Regions from separate parts of the Sus scrofa genome. Here regions 2, 3 and 4 are each linked to region 1. Evidence: chromatin contacts called from public HiChIP or PLAC-seq data. All regions are on one chromosome and are shown on one strand. Each heading gives the region's core, a stretch centred on a gene start, on an enhancer-like site or on the middle of the called end of the contact. The rest is flanking DNA. Distances are from core to core; before and after follow the strand shown. Region 1 overlaps SERGEF (secretion-regulating guanine nucleotide exchange factor). Region 2 holds the start of KCNC1 (potassium voltage-gated channel subfamily C member 1). Region 3 overlaps SERGEF (secretion-regulating guanine nucleotide exchange factor). Region 4 overlaps SERGEF (secretion-regulating guanine nucleotide exchange factor).

Evidence for each region. HiChIP or PLAC-seq counts read pairs in DNA pulled down with a chosen protein or histone mark.
Region 2: an H3K27ac HiChIP or PLAC-seq map of skeletal muscle shows a contact between it and region 1. The contact joins the promoter of KCNC1 here to the enhancer-like site in region 1. A contact is called at or near these places in 3 of 5 promoter capture datasets (fetal liver, fetal skeletal muscle and liver), 28 of 47 Hi-C or Micro-C datasets (adipocytes, adipose tissue, alveolar macrophages and 16 more) and 2 of 2 datasets of contacts at active chromatin or transcription factors (alveolar macrophages and skeletal muscle).
Region 3: a contact with region 1 is called in an H3K27ac HiChIP or PLAC-seq map of skeletal muscle, with 5 times the contacts expected there. The contact joins two enhancer-like sites. A contact is called at or near these places in 1 of 47 Hi-C or Micro-C datasets (embryonic fibroblasts) and 1 of 2 datasets of contacts at active chromatin or transcription factors (skeletal muscle).
Region 4: an H3K27ac HiChIP or PLAC-seq map of skeletal muscle shows a contact between it and region 1, with 7 times the contacts expected there. The contact joins two enhancer-like sites. A contact is called at or near these places in 5 of 47 Hi-C or Micro-C datasets (embryonic fibroblasts, liver, psoas muscle and 1 more) and 1 of 2 datasets of contacts at active chromatin or transcription factors (skeletal muscle).

What each region holds. Positions count from the first base shown.
Region 1 is chr2:41,152,943-41,156,419 of Sscrofa11.1, forward strand. The region is part of intron 8 of SERGEF (secretion-regulating guanine nucleotide exchange factor); the gene reads left to right. Among named protein-coding and RNA genes, the nearest start is that of SERGEF, 41 kb to the left of the region's middle. Within about 2 kb of position 1,824, at least 2 of the 83 cell types and tissues checked have an H3K27ac peak or open chromatin away from gene starts, as enhancers often do. A contact at or near this core is called in skeletal muscle, where this site is marked.
Region 2 is chr2:41,406,057-41,409,533 of Sscrofa11.1, forward strand. KCNC1 (potassium voltage-gated channel subfamily C member 1) reads right to left here and starts at 1,879. Exons shown (of 4, transcript XM_021083271.1): 1 at 862-1,879. The coding sequence starts at 1,431.
Region 3 is chr2:41,347,542-41,351,018 of Sscrofa11.1, forward strand. SERGEF (secretion-regulating guanine nucleotide exchange factor) reads left to right here. Exons shown (of 12, transcript XR_301734.3): 11 at 456-630. Among named protein-coding and RNA genes, the nearest start is that of KCNC1, 59 kb to the right of the region's middle. Within about 2 kb of position 1,605, at least 2 of the 83 cell types and tissues checked have an H3K27ac peak or open chromatin away from gene starts, as enhancers often do. A contact at or near this core is called in skeletal muscle, where this site is marked.
Region 4 is chr2:41,295,126-41,298,602 of Sscrofa11.1, forward strand. All of the region lies in intron 10 of SERGEF (secretion-regulating guanine nucleotide exchange factor), which reads left to right. Among named protein-coding and RNA genes, the nearest start is that of KCNC1, 110 kb to the right of the region's middle. Within about 2 kb of position 1,791, at least 7 of the 83 cell types and tissues checked have an H3K27ac peak or open chromatin away from gene starts, as enhancers often do. A contact at or near this core is called in skeletal muscle, where this site is marked.

The sequences.
Region 1 (3,477 bases), core at 574-3,073:
AGGCAGATACCAGGGGAGGCCAGTAGGGCCAGCATCCGGAGATAGAATTAGCAAGGTCAGAGCTGAAAGGACCCCCAGAGGTCACACAAGTCCTCCCTCTTTTTATGCAGGGGGAACTCAGGCCCAGAGAGAGAAGGGGGTGCTGCCTAAGGTCTCACCGTGGGTCGATACCTGATTATCTCCTTGCTTGATAGGAGAACGGAGATGGCTTTGGCCTCTAGCTGGCTGCCCCACAGGAAGAGCCAGGAGACAAGGACTTGGGCCCTGGGATGGTGAGCCAGAGGTGGAAAGAGGAGGGGACAGCAGTTAACTGTCTGCCTTGATCCCGATTTCACTGAGCATCTGATCCTAATGATTTCATCTGCAGTAAGGGCAGTGTCCATGGCATTTTCTGTTCCCTTTCTGTCTGCCCAGTTCTCCTCTGGTTCAAGTTCCTCTAATCAGGTTGCGCCATGATGGAATCTTCATCAAAGTCACCTCAGAGCCCCTACACCCAGCAGATGAGCAGGCCCAGGGCCGTGCCAGAGGCACATTATAGTAAGTTGGCACAATTGGTTGAATAAATTTTTTAAAAAAATTTCAAAGGGGGTCAGTGTAGGGCAGGGAACCAGTCTTTGCCAAGCACTTACCATGGACCGGGTGCTGTGCCAGCTGCCACTTACCTCGTCCTCATGATCCTCTGAGGTAGGGGCCATTGCCTCCATAGTCCAAGAGAGGAAATTGAGGCTCGGAGAGGCTGAGTGGCTTGTCTAAAGTAACACAGCTGGTTACGCCAAGCAGACCCCTGGACTATGTTCTGTTTGATGTCAAAGGTTAGACTCATTTCATCTCCTTGTGCCGCCTCCCCGCAAAGCGACTGCCCTGGGAGCGTAGCAGGCACCTCCCAGGCTGCAGGGCAGGGAGAAACAATTCTTTTTTCTCTTTGGAGAAAGCTTATGGTGGGCTGCTGGGGAGAGGAGACCTTTGAAGCAGCAAAGGCAGGTCTTTGTGGAGCAGGTTCCGGAGTGGTGTCTGGTGGTGGGACGCCTTCTGAGAAGAGGTACCTCTCTTCTCTGCGTGGGGACCCCTGCAGTTCCCTGGTTTTTCCCTCTCCCCCTCGCCCCGTGTAGTGACTGCCACACTTCCGTTGCTCTCTGCCCACTGTCACCTCCCTGTCCATCCCATTGAAAATAGCCACCTCCTCCTGTCTCCCACACTCTACTCCCTGCCCTGCTTTACTTTCCACCAGAGCAGTTTTCACTGCCTGAAATCACAGTATCATTATTTGCTTGTTCATTTGTCAATGCTTCCCCCTCACCAGGTGCGAGGGACCTGGTCTGTTTTACCACCCCCTCCCCCACCCCAGGTCTCCCCTAGTGTAGACGAAGGGCTCCATCAGGGTTAGTCGCATGGAGTAGCTGCAGCTTCCTGGCATGGGAGCGATGCATTTTCAGTGGCCATGCTCGGGACACCAGCCTGTGGGCCTGCCCTCTTCCCACCTTCTTGGAGAAGCTCAGTGCAGAGAGCGCTCGCTCCCTGAGGCCGCCAGTGCTGCTTGGTGCCCCAGGGCTGGGAGGCCAGCTTTGCCCCTGCATGGCTGCAAAGCCTTGGGTCCTCGGCTGCTCAATCTGTCCACAGTGGGCAGGGGCACCAGCCATGCTGCGAGCTCACAGGAAGGTTCTGGGAAGGGCTCGGAGGCCCCTGGCACGAGGGCTGAGTTTCCATTCAGAGAGCCCTCCTCCTCTTTCCTGGTGGGGATTGATTTGTTCCAGGAGCTCTCTGAAAGTGAGCATTAAGTGACCGGCCTGTAATTGTGCCATCATTTTTAGGTTCTTGACAGATGGCACTGTGCTTGCCCTTTCTCAAGGGACCTTGCCTGTCTCTCGGGAACTCTCAATAATCGTAGTGACAGCCAGTGCCTTAAAGTGCTCTCGGATATGTGCCAAGATGAAAGCGGCCCATTTTGAGGAATCTTGGATCAGCTTTTTCCTAACCTAAGCTTGACTTTTTACCTTCAGAGGAAGCTTGACGTGGTCCCAAGAGCCCTGAGGAGCCAGGCTCAAGTTCTGATTTGGCGGCTTGTTGGCTGTGTGCTCTTAGGCAAGTCATTTAAGCTCTCTGGGCCTAGATTTCCTCATCAGTTAAGTGAGAATCATAATCTCTATTTTGGCTGCCTCGTGGGGATATATTATGTCACGCACTCATTCACACATTCCTTCCTTCCTGCCTTCACTCTGTTATTCAACAAATATTTGTTGAGTAGGCTGAGGAGGGCGCTCCAGGCAGAAGGCATTCTGGAAACAAAGGCCTAGATGTGGGAAGTGTACCCTAGCCTTGTTAAGTGTTTGCTTAACATGGGGCCAGATAGGGTCAGAAGGGTCTGGAATCCCTCAAGAAGAGCATGGGTCCCTTATTCAGGCTTTGTTCTGAGGAACAGCTGCAGGTCTCCTGAGGGTGATAAATATGAACAAGGGAGGGAAGGCCCTGCCTCAAGGGAGGGTGGCTCTTACGGGCTTTTTCTGCTCAGGGCTCATCTCTGCCACTGGTTTGGAGGTACTCTGGGTTCCCGCGGGGCCCTCTCCCTGAGGTGAGCTGGGTGACCCTTAGAAAGTGCGAGACGGGTGGGGACTGGAGCCACCCGGCCCCCAGGTCTGCCCTCTGGGGCCTGCAGGGAAGGTCACGTGACCTTCCCTCCTGAAGCATTTCTTCTGGGCTTGAAGATGAGCCGCTTCAGGGCTTCCTCACAGATCCCTGAGGAGAAGGAGGCTGTGGGGAAGGGTTCCTCAGATTTACCCAGGACGCACTGTGTGCCAGGCATTTTGCCAGAGCTTTGCAAAAATATCTATTTAATCCTTACACAAAGTTTGCTGAGCGGGGCTCCCTCCCATTTTACGTGTGAGGCAACGAGAGGTTAAGACTCACCCCGCTCCTAGTTACTTGGCCTTACCTTGCACAGTGTGACATCGGGGTCGGCAACGTCATCATGTCAACTCGAGGGGGTTGCGAGGATCGAGTAAGATCCTGGGTGACAAAGCACTTTGTTCCCTGCAGGTGACTGAGCTCCCAAGCAGGACGTCATGGACAGCACTGCTTCCCAGAGACCCACTTGCCATTTGCCTGGGCCTTTCTGCCTGGCTGCTGGAAGGTTCTAACCTCTGGCTCTCCTCTGTGCACCTTCCCCTAGCCAGCCCCTGGGGTCAGGGGCTCCACTCGGCATTTTGCCCCTTTAGCCAGCGAATATGAAGCACCACTTTTTTTCAGAAAGTTAACCCTGTGGCACAAAATTAACATCAAAGGTAACTTACTTTTTTGCCCTGTTAGTGAGAGTAGTAAGAAGGCAGGGAATTTTAATGCTGGAGGGGACCGTCTCGGCCTCATTTGAAATTTGGGGAAACAGAAGCCCAGGGAGGTGGTGCCACAGCTGACGGATGCAGAGCCAGGATGAGACCAGGGGTCCCTAGCCCAGGGCCCCTCCATGGCCCGGCAGTACTCTCCTAA
Region 2 (3,477 bases), core at 629-3,128, 250 kb after region 1:
TAAAGGGGAGTGGCTGAGGAAGACACACCCACCTCTCACACACCTTGTCCTGTCCTCCCAGGTTCCCCCTGTAGGACCCCTCTCCATTCTGATGGGTCCCAGAGGAAGCACAGGCAGAAGCCCAGGGCCCCCCTCCAGCCCCCCCTGCCCCCTTTGACAAGGACGAAGGGCAGCCTGTGTCTCCAGGAGCAGGTCTCAGAGGGGTCACATTCTTCTCCCCACAGCCCAGCCTTACACCAACTATCGATTGATAGCCATAAAGAATCCCTCTTGACCCTACCCCCAGGATGGCCTGAGGCTGCGCTGGTGGAGGGGGAGGTCTGTCACAAGCAGGAGACCAGCTCTCAAGCTCTCTTCTGTGGGCCCCAGCTGGCTCCAGATACCCCTTCCCTGGGGAGAGAAGGAGGGCCCCAGCTTCCCTCCCCACACCAGAATCCATAGGACAGTTCACACCTTCACCCTGTACACCTGCAAAGATGCAAATACGTGTGCATGGGCACTCCTGCACACTCATACACACATGCTCACTCATTCCTACTACATACTTTATCCACCCAAATATACACCACCACACTTACATAAATATGCACACACAGTCTACTCACACACAAACACACCCATTCATACTCATACATATTAAATTTGGAAATGCACAGAACTTACATACGTGCAGAGCTAGTGACCCTTGAGAAGCCACTCCGACTCTTACACAGGTATGTGTGTATATACACATACGCGTGCACACACACATCTTTCAGTTCTGATTTCCTAGGAGCCAGTTCTCGAATCTACCCCTACCCGCGGGAGGCAGAGAACGCTGCCTTCCCGCCCCGCTCTTCTGATGGGGAAGCTGTCACTTACCCGCGCGTAGCGGGATGAGTAGGGGTCCTCGAAGAGCGCCCAGATGCGCGGCTGCCATCGGCGCCAGAAGCCGCCGGGCCGGCCGTCCGGGGAGTCGCTGAGCGCCAGGCGCTTGGTCATCTCCAACTCGTCCTCGCCGTCGCCTGAGTCGCCAGGGCCGTCGGCGTCAGCGTCGTCGGCGCTGTTGTCCAGGGGCGCGCCGCCGAAGCTGTCCAGCGCCTCCTCGGCGTCACGGTGCTGGCGGTACGTCATCCAGCAGCAGGGCTCCACGTCGGTCTCGTCGATGCCCCAGAAGGCCAGCTCCTCCTCATAGAGTGGCCCGCACACGTCGGCCGGGCAGTGCAGCTTGCCCGTGCGGTAGTAGTTCAGGATGTGCGCGAAGACGCCCGGGTGGCGGTCGAAAAAGAATTCGTCGGCGCGCGGGTCATAGTCGAAGTGGCTGTGGGCGTCGGGCTCAGCCAGCCAGGCGAGCCGCGTGCCGGGCAGCGTGCGCAGCGTCGAGCGGTACGTCTGGTGGCGCGTGCCGCCCACGTTGATCACGATGCGCTCGCTTTCGTCCCCTTGGCCCATCGCGGCGCCTCCTTAGGCATGGCGCGGCCCAGCGACACCCATGGGAGCGGCCGCCAGGGGGAGTTGGCGTCGGGGAGGGGGGCGCGCGGCCTCCTCCCCCCTCCCCCCAGCCGTCGGGGGGACAGAGGACCGCGGCTCTGGCCACCCGAAAAACTACCCAAGCCCCTCAAGGCGCTTTCTGTCTGGTGCTGGTCCAAGGGAGTGTGCGCGGGATCCCCAGGGTCTCTAAGCGCCAGATGTGGGAGGGAGCTGGTCCGGCTGCGGAGGAGGCAGAGGAGGAAAGAAGGGAGGGAAGGAGAGAGGGAGGAGGAAAGGAGGGAGGGGGGCGGCGCTCAGAGGCGAACCCCGGGAGGAGGGAAAAGAGGGTGGGGGGACCGGGCTCCCGTCCCCATCTCAGCGGGAAAATGGAGAAATCGACACAAAGCTTTTGGGGGGAAGGTCAGCCGCTCCCGGGGCCGGACATAGACCAGCCCCGGAAGGGGGAGGGGAGGGGAGGAGAGGGGGCCGGGAAATTCGCGCTCTGGCTGTGAGGTGGTCGCCGCAGCGCGCTCTCGGCGCCGGGGAGATGGACGCCCGCTGCCTTCCTCCCTGCGTGGCCCGGCTGCAGCTCGGGCGCGGGGCGGACTCCGGCCCCCTCCCTCTCCTTGCCTGGCTGCCTGCTCCCCCCGGCGGCGGGCGCGCCTGCCCGCCCGCCCTCCACGCTCCTTCTCCCCGCCTCTCGGAGGAGATGGCGGGCCCCCTGGGCAGGGGCACCCGGGGTGCTGCTCGTTGCTGCTGCCGCGGAGCGCTGAGCTCGGTGCGCTCCGGCTGGAGCTGGGGCTCTCCGCTGGGCTGCGCTCGGACTCAGGCTCCGGCTCCGGCGGCGGTGCTGAAGGGACAGCTCCCGGACGGTTGCGGAGCTGCGCGGGGCCCGGCAAGGGTTCTCCGGGCTCGGTTCGGTCTGCGGGGCCGGCGGGCACTGGCTCTGGTGCCTCTGCGCCCCGCGCTCTGCGCCCTGCTTCGGGCAGGCGGTTGGCGCTGCTGGCCGAGGCCAGGGGGCTGCGGCGGTCGGGCCGGGGAGGCGGGGGTGGCGGGTCCGGGCGCGGCGAGGCAAGGCTGGAGAGGCCGGGGAGGCGAGGCGCGGAGCGGCCGCCGCCGCCGCGACGCTGCTGCCACCGGGGTTGCTGCTCGGCTAGCTGGCTCGCTTGCTCGCTCGCGCGGTCCGCGTCCAGCCCGCCGCTCTCCGGACACGGGCACACGGCGCGCGCAGCCGCACTCGCCCCCAGAGGGAGGCGCCGCGCTGGGTCCTAAAAAGCCCTGATTCCGCGCCCCCCTCCCAGCCCCGCGCAGAGCCCGGCCTCCCTCAACCCCGGCGCTGGGGGCGCCAGCCTGGCACCAGTCCTACGGCTCCCGGGGGACCCGCCGACGCTCCGCCCCGAGGGAGCACCCCTCGATGGGCGGAGGCTCAGAGAGACGTCTCGACTCGCGCCCCCAGGGTCAGACTGAAGTGAGAAGGGCGTCGGTTCCCTCCCCTCTCTTTCCAAACTGGGGACTGTCTGATCCCCCAGTGAAACAAGACACTCCAGACCACTATCAGAGACACCTTGACCTGGACCAGTATTGACCTCTCCAAGTAGCTCCTTAATATCGACCCTTCCAGGGAACCTGGAGCCCCCATGTCCCTTCCATAGCAAACCTCTTTCATGGATTCCAAAATAACACTCCCCGAGTGGGTGTGTGTTACCCCGCTGCTAGGTTGTGTTGTCTTGGAAGACATCTACCAACAACCTGGTAATCCTGGACCCCTTCCGACCCTTTTCAGACCATGGGCTCCTCTTAACTCCAGGCTGACCCTGGACTCCCATGAGTGCCACACACTCTGCCATACTGATCACAACTCACTGATCCTCCCACACTAGCCCCGGATCCTTAGGTGGGGAGTCCTGTGGAAAGGGCCTTCTGGGAGTTCCCTCATGGTGCAGTGGGTTAAAGATCTGGCATGGTGCCTGCTGTGGCTTGGACTTGACCCCTGGCCCTGGGAACTTCCACATGCTGAGGGGTGACCCA
Region 3 (3,477 bases), core at 355-2,854, 190 kb after region 1:
CGTCAATCAGGTGGGATTTCAGTGTCCTCAAGAACCTGGCGAGTGCCAGGCATGCTGCAGAGAATCCTCTGTAGGGCCAGGAATCATCCTGAACTTATCTGTTTTGAAAAGTGGGTGTCCTGTACTCCAGTAAGCTTAGGAAGAGGCTTCTCATGGGGCCATCCCCCTTCCTCTCACCTCTCCGCGTAGAAGCATCTTGCGGAGACCAGAAGGCTCTCCCATCTTCCCTGTGTTCCTGAATAGGTGGCCCTAGGTGAGGGTGGAGGGTAGGTGTGTGTGAAACATACCCTAAAACGCTGCAGGAGCTCAGAACTTAGAAATGTCCTGTGGGAGTCCGTCTGCTACGGGGATAGCCCAGCTTTCGCTCTTCCACTTCAGCAGCCTGGGTTTTTTTTTTTTCTGTAGGAGGTTTGTTTAAAGTGTTCGGGAACCCCTGACTTTTCTTTCCACCCTAGGCCCCCTCATCTGCTGGGAAGGTTTGCCACCAGCATGGCTTTCCCTGCCTGTTCCTCCTCCCCGCTGTGGCCCACTTCATACGTGGGTGTGAGCTGTGACTGTGTGTCAGGCACTGTACCAGGGCATTACACGGGTATCAGCTCATGCAGGCTTCCTCCTAGCAACCCTTATGAGGTAGGTGGGGACAGAAGTACTATTGTCACACAGCTGTGTGGTGATGTGGGGCCCAGGAGAGCATAGCACAGTCCACAGTGCATAGGCTGTGTTATATCTATACACCGGGGCTGGCAGAGTACAGCCCACAGGCTAGATCTTACTCGTGGATTGTTTTGTATGGCCTTGCAAGCTAAGAATGATTTTGAAAGGTTTAAATAAAGAATAAGGAGTTCCTGTCGTGGCTCAATGGAGTTCCATTCATGGCTCAGCGGAAATGAATCTGACTAGTTATCCATGAGGATACAGGTTCGATCCCTGGCCTTGCTCAGTGGGTTAAGGATCCAGTGTTGCTGTGAGCTGTGGTGTAGGTTGCAGATGTGGCTCAGATCCCATGTTGCTTTGGCTGTGGTGTAGGCCGGTGGCTATAGCTCCTAGTCAGCCCCTAGCCTGGGAACCTCCATGTGCTGTGGGTGCTGCCCTAAAAAGACAAAAAAAGAAAAAAGAAAGAAAAAGAGTAAGAATATGCAACAGAGACTGAATGAGACTAAACCTAAAATATTTACTGTCTGCCTTTGTGGAATAAATTTGGCAAACTCTGGTGTAGAATATGCAGAGTTTAGTACAGATTCTGGAGCCGCATTGCCTGGGTTCTAGAGCCTCAGTTGTGTCCTCCAGAAGGTGAGAATAATGTGTAGAACATGATGGCCTCACAGGGTTGTTGGGATTAAATGAGATGAAGAATAGAAAGCCCCTAACCTCGAGTCAGCTTCTTTGGAAGTATCGGCGGAAGCTATTTCTGAGCCTTTGCCAGACTTCTCGACCCAGTGGGCTCCCCCGGCCCGAGCGTGGCTTCCTCGGAGCGTGTTTCCTTTGGCAGGAGGAGAGGGACCTGCCAGCTGCCCATTGTGCTGCGTCCTGCTGGTGGGTCCGCGCTGCCTTCCTCCCACCCCCATTCCTGCTGACCGTCAGCTGGTGCCGCTCACCAGGGCCGGGCGCAAAGCCCACGCCAGGTGCCGAGTTGGGCCCGCAGGCACCAAGCCCGTTCCACTCTCCACCTCGTGCCTCCGATCAGCTTGGCTGAAACTCCTGCTTAACTGTAGGAGCTGCGGCCTGGGGTTCATCCTCTCTGTGTGCATTTCCTCGCTCAGGGGCCAAACAGGCAGACAGCTATGTTTCCTCAAACCCAAGCTTTTGGCTAACGAGTGCCTTCCTGCCAGGGAAGAGGAAAAGGGAAGGGTAATCCCGGGCCAGCCAGCCTCCCTCTGTGAAAGAGTGGTCTGCAGAACAGATTGTCAGTGGATAGTGAGTGAAATGTAAAGATTAAAAAACTCAGGTCATTGGAAAAAACATCACAAAGAATATGTCCTGCTCTGGATAGGAATAGGTTTTCAATTCTCACAAGCAATGGAAAAAATGGTAAGATAAAAGATCAAGATGGGAGTTCCCTGGTGGTCTAGTGGTTAGGACTCAGCTCTTTCGCCACTGCAGCCTGGGTTCAATCCTTGGTCTGGGAACTGAGATCCCACATCAAGCTGCTGCTCACTGTAGCCGGGGCGGGGCGGGGGGGGAATCAAGAAATTTTACTACCTAGAACCATAAAACATGTTTAACGTCAAAATGTTGTCTTTTTAGGGCCACACCCATGGCATATGGAGGTTCCCAGGCTAGGGGTCGAATCAGAGCTGTAGCTGCCAGCCTTTACCACAGCCACAGCCACAGCCATGCCAGATCCGAGCCACGTCTGCAATGTACACCACAGCTCACAGTAACACCAGATCCTTAACCCACTGAGTGAGGCCAGGGATCAAACCTACAACCTCATGATTCTTAGTCGGATTTGTTTCTGCTGTGCCATGACAGGAACTCCCAAAACAAAATTTTAAATCAAGCTGAGAAAAAACATTCATGCCAGATATGGTACAGAATTGATTTTTCTTTTTTCTTTTTTGCTTTTTAGGGCCACACCTATGGCATATGGAAGTTCCCAGGCTTCTGGCCTATGCCACAGCCACAGCAACCCCAAATCTGAGCCGTGTCTTCAACCTATACCGTAGCTCATGGCAATGTGGGATCCTTAACCCACTGAGTGAGGCCAGGGAGTAAACTCACATCCTCATAGATACTAGTCAGGTTCTTAACCTGCTGAGCCACAGCAGGGACTCCCCAGAATTAATATTCTTTTTTTTTTTTTTTTTTGTCTTTTTCTAGGGGCTGCACCCGTGGCATATGGAGGTTCCCAGGCTAAGAGTCTAATCGGAGCTGTAGCCACTGGCCTACGCCACAGCCACAGCAACTTGGGATCCAAGCCACGTCTGTGACCTATGCCACAGCTCACAGCAATGCCAGATCCTTAACCCACTGAGTGAGGCCAGGGATCGAACCCACAACCTCATGGTTCCTCGTCAGATTTGTTAACCACTGAGCCATGACGGGAATGCCAATATTCTTAAAGAGAAAACACTTTAAAACAACAAAGTTCTTCATATACTAGAGAGCATACCTGTCCTGTGCTTGGAACATAGGCGGATGTAATACCAAACCAGGATTTCCTATTTCTTAAATTTCTTACTTAATTTACACTGTGTGCTCAATTTACACTCTCAAAAGATGGTTTTCTTCCTTTCAGAGCATTCAAGTGAACTGAGGTGTCATTTTTTAAAACTCCGTCTTAAAATGTAAGGTTGATAGAGTAGACAACTGCATGTAATGTACTTTAAAAAAAAAAAAGTTAAAAAATACCAAAGCTCTTGAGAACAACAATAATAGCAAATATTTATATAGGACCATAGTGCCCCCTTATCCGAGTTTCTCCTTCTGTGGTTTCAGTTACTCGCTGTCAACCACAGTTCAGCAATATTAAATGGA
Region 4 (3,477 bases), core at 541-3,040, 140 kb after region 1:
TACAGCTCACATTGGACCCTTAGCCTGGGAATCTCCATATGCTGCGGGTGCGGCCCTAAAAAAATAAAAGACCAAAAAAAAAACCAAAAAAAGTAGAGAAAGATACCACCAGATTTGGGTAGAAAGATAGATCTTAATCTGATCTGGAGCACACTGCATTTGTGGTGCCTTTTAGGCATCTCGATGTAGGTGTTCGTGCCCAGGGCTGCCAACAATAGGACACAATGGCCGTGGAATGCCTTTGGACACTCTGACTCAGATCCAGACTCTCTGGGGGTCAGGCTTGTTTAGTCCAGTTGGTCTGAGGGCTCATTTGCTTCTCACCCTTCGTGGTTCTGTTTCCTTACCAGAAAAGGGGTGTTGTGAGAGAATTCAGCCAGAGGGAAGGGTAGGAACAACCTAGGGAGAGAGTCCGCTTCTCCGGGGAAAGCAATTCAGGTATCGATGCATGTTGTTTTAGGTATTTTTCTCCCCACATCTGTGGGTGAGATATTTGTGTCTGATGTGTGTTCATTTCTTTTTTCACTAATTAATTAAAATATCTGCTATTAATAGATATTTACAACATGTCAGGCACAATGCCAAGTCAGAAAGACCTCTGGTTCTTTGGGGAGTGTCATCCCCAGAACCTTTCTGGCATTGCTGTCCTTGTGATCAGACGGAAACCAAGCAGGATGCTGCCCTTTCTCTGAATACTAATTCTCCAGGATGCTGACTGCTGACTTAATCCAGGGGACATGTCCTTGACTTCGGAGACTTGGTTTGTCAGGGCTCCCTCGGCAGCTGAGACTCCCAGGTCTGTCTTGGTTTCCTCTCTTTCACAGAGTCTCCCTAGACAGTGACTGCCTCAGTGCCAGTTCTCCACTTTGAAAGGGATTCGGCTGGGCAGTCTGAGCTCCAACTGGCCACATGTCCCAGTTTGTTGTCTGAGAGCATCTCTTTGTGTCCAGGTGAGGGGTGGGGAGAGAAGTGGCAGCGCAGGCTTTGTGTCCTTATCGGGACTGACGGGCAGGAAGGGGGAGAATGGAGGAGTGACTCATCTCACCCTGGCACCATGTGATAGGATCTGTGAATACCCACGTGGGACAGATACATGCTCTAAGAACATTTGCCTTGTGAAAATCCAAACTCACCAGCCACATGAATTCAGGACAGTGATTACCATCGCGACAGGGAGCATGGTGTCCTTGCAAAAATCCCCTGGTATATTTAACATGCACGTGGTGGGGGGTGGGGGAGACCATGCCAATTTAAGCACCCAGGGGAAGCCGACATTGCCTACGTTAGTGGAACAAAGAACTTGGTACAATTGGAGTGGATGGTGAGGACCTGGGGAGGCCCTCCTGCAGGGGTCACATGACCGTATGTCAGGTGGGATGGTAGACTGAGAATCACATCTCTAAGCTTCTCTCATTCTTGGCTTTGCCTTTCTATCTTGAAAACTAAATGTGCCTTAGGCAAGTCTGCCGAGGACCAAAGTGTCCTTGCAGTTAGAAGGACCTCGGCTAAATCCCGGCTCCCCCTTCTCCTAACTACGTGACCTGGGCGAGTTGCTGTCTGAATTTCCTTCTCCTGGTCTGCAAAACCAGGTCCCCAGTACCTCGCCAAGTTTTGTGTGTGCGAGGGTCAGATGAGTTAAGCCTAGAAGCCAGCACCCCAGGACGTAAGAGCAGGACAAGCTCTGTGGGGCCCCTGATCAGCTGCCTCGGATCAGCAGCCAACTCTAGTGTGTGCACGTGGCCTGGGTGTGTATGCTTTGCTCAGAGAGAACATTCGTCGCTCCCCAGAGCACAAATGCAGGCCGTGTGTCAGCCCACTGGCAGCCTGCAGTGGACTGGGACACACTGTCCTGTTTCTGCCTGAGGAGACACAGGCTCAGCAAGCAGTTAGCCCACCTGGCTTAAGTTTCCCCAGAAAACACGGTCCTCATTACAGAGAAATCCTTTCAGGTTCCGAGGGTGGCACGTTGCTGCAATCTGACCCCTGTAAGAATTCTCGCTATGTCCCCTTCTCACGCCAGCTCTTTCCTAAAGCTGATTTTACGAGGAGCTATTTTCCCAACGGGTTGGATAAACTCCTGAATTGTGTTTCTGATGGCATCTTAGGAGGCCCACACTGTTTTTATTTTCCAGGGGAGCATTAACAAGATATGCACTAGCCTTTGGACGGAGCTAGCACAGTCACTGTCAACTCAAGGCCATTTGCTGCCTGTGGAATCCTTGGTGCCTCAGGCATGGCTCTGGCTTCATAGGTCACCATCTACCACACTCGAATCTTGCCAGCCTGAAGATACTTGCCCCCGTTCAGGGCGCCCGTGACAGTCATCCCAGTTTCCATCTGCACACACAATGCACATTTCTGTTCACTGGTGATTTTCTCCTCCAGCATCCCTGCAGGCTCTGTAGAGTGGAGTTCTTGGCCCCTTTATTCAGATTCAAAGAACAAGGTGCAGTAATGTATCCAAGCTAATTATTGGCAGAGCTGTTTTTCAAGTCCTGGTCTTCTAAGGGGCAGCCTGACTGAATGAAAGCGCCCTCAAGCATGCACGTCTCACCTCTGATACTCATCTGCTCTGTGACGTCATACACGCCACCAGTCGTTAGTATTATAGATGGTTATCCACATTAGTGATGACAGTAAAGTTGCGAAAGCATCCAGCATGGTGAAAGGTGCTCTGCACCATACATCCTTGCAGTGTCACACTAGATGTGGGGAATGGGTTTTATTGTCATCCCTTTTACAGATAAGCATCCTAATATTCACAGAGCTAGCATAACTTGTCTGAGCCTCTGTATCAAATGAAGATCTTGCGACCTCCCTGGGAGGGTGCTTACAACACTGCATGCATGTATGTAAACTGAATAGCACAGAGTCTGTGGTGGACCAGGTGCTCAGTCAATGTTTCTTTCCTTCCTCTAGTTCCCCCTCTGACTTCTCATCCAGTGTTCTTCCCACCCCCTCCCATTTAATCCATTTAGAAGCTGAGGTCATGCTGAAGTCCTCTCCGTAGCGTTCTCTCTCAGGCCCCACCCCCCTACCCCCACACCCAGAGGCCACTTCAAGTGTCTGATCTGAGCTGTCGGTCTGATGCCGCCTCTTTAGTCTTCTGCCAGTTCAGGAAACACCATCCTTTCCTGGCAGGCTGCGCCACACCTCTGACATTTGCCCTGGGGCTGTGTCCTGGAACGCTAAAGCCTGCCCTGGCCTCTCCAGCCACAGGGCTCTCCCCTTTCCTGACTTTCTCTAAGGCCAATACAGGTTGTTTTCCTTACTTTGGCATCTTGCCTGAATCCTTCATGTTGTTATGTTGTCTTTCACCTACGCTAGTGACCTAGAACCCAGGTCTCCTGACTTCCAAGCACCACGTCCTACAGCTTATTACTTAATGTTTAAGAAGCATAACCCTGTCTTTGGGATCCTCAGAAATGTATTTATTTGGATCTCAATAAATGTGTTTTTATTTAGCACCTGCCCTCA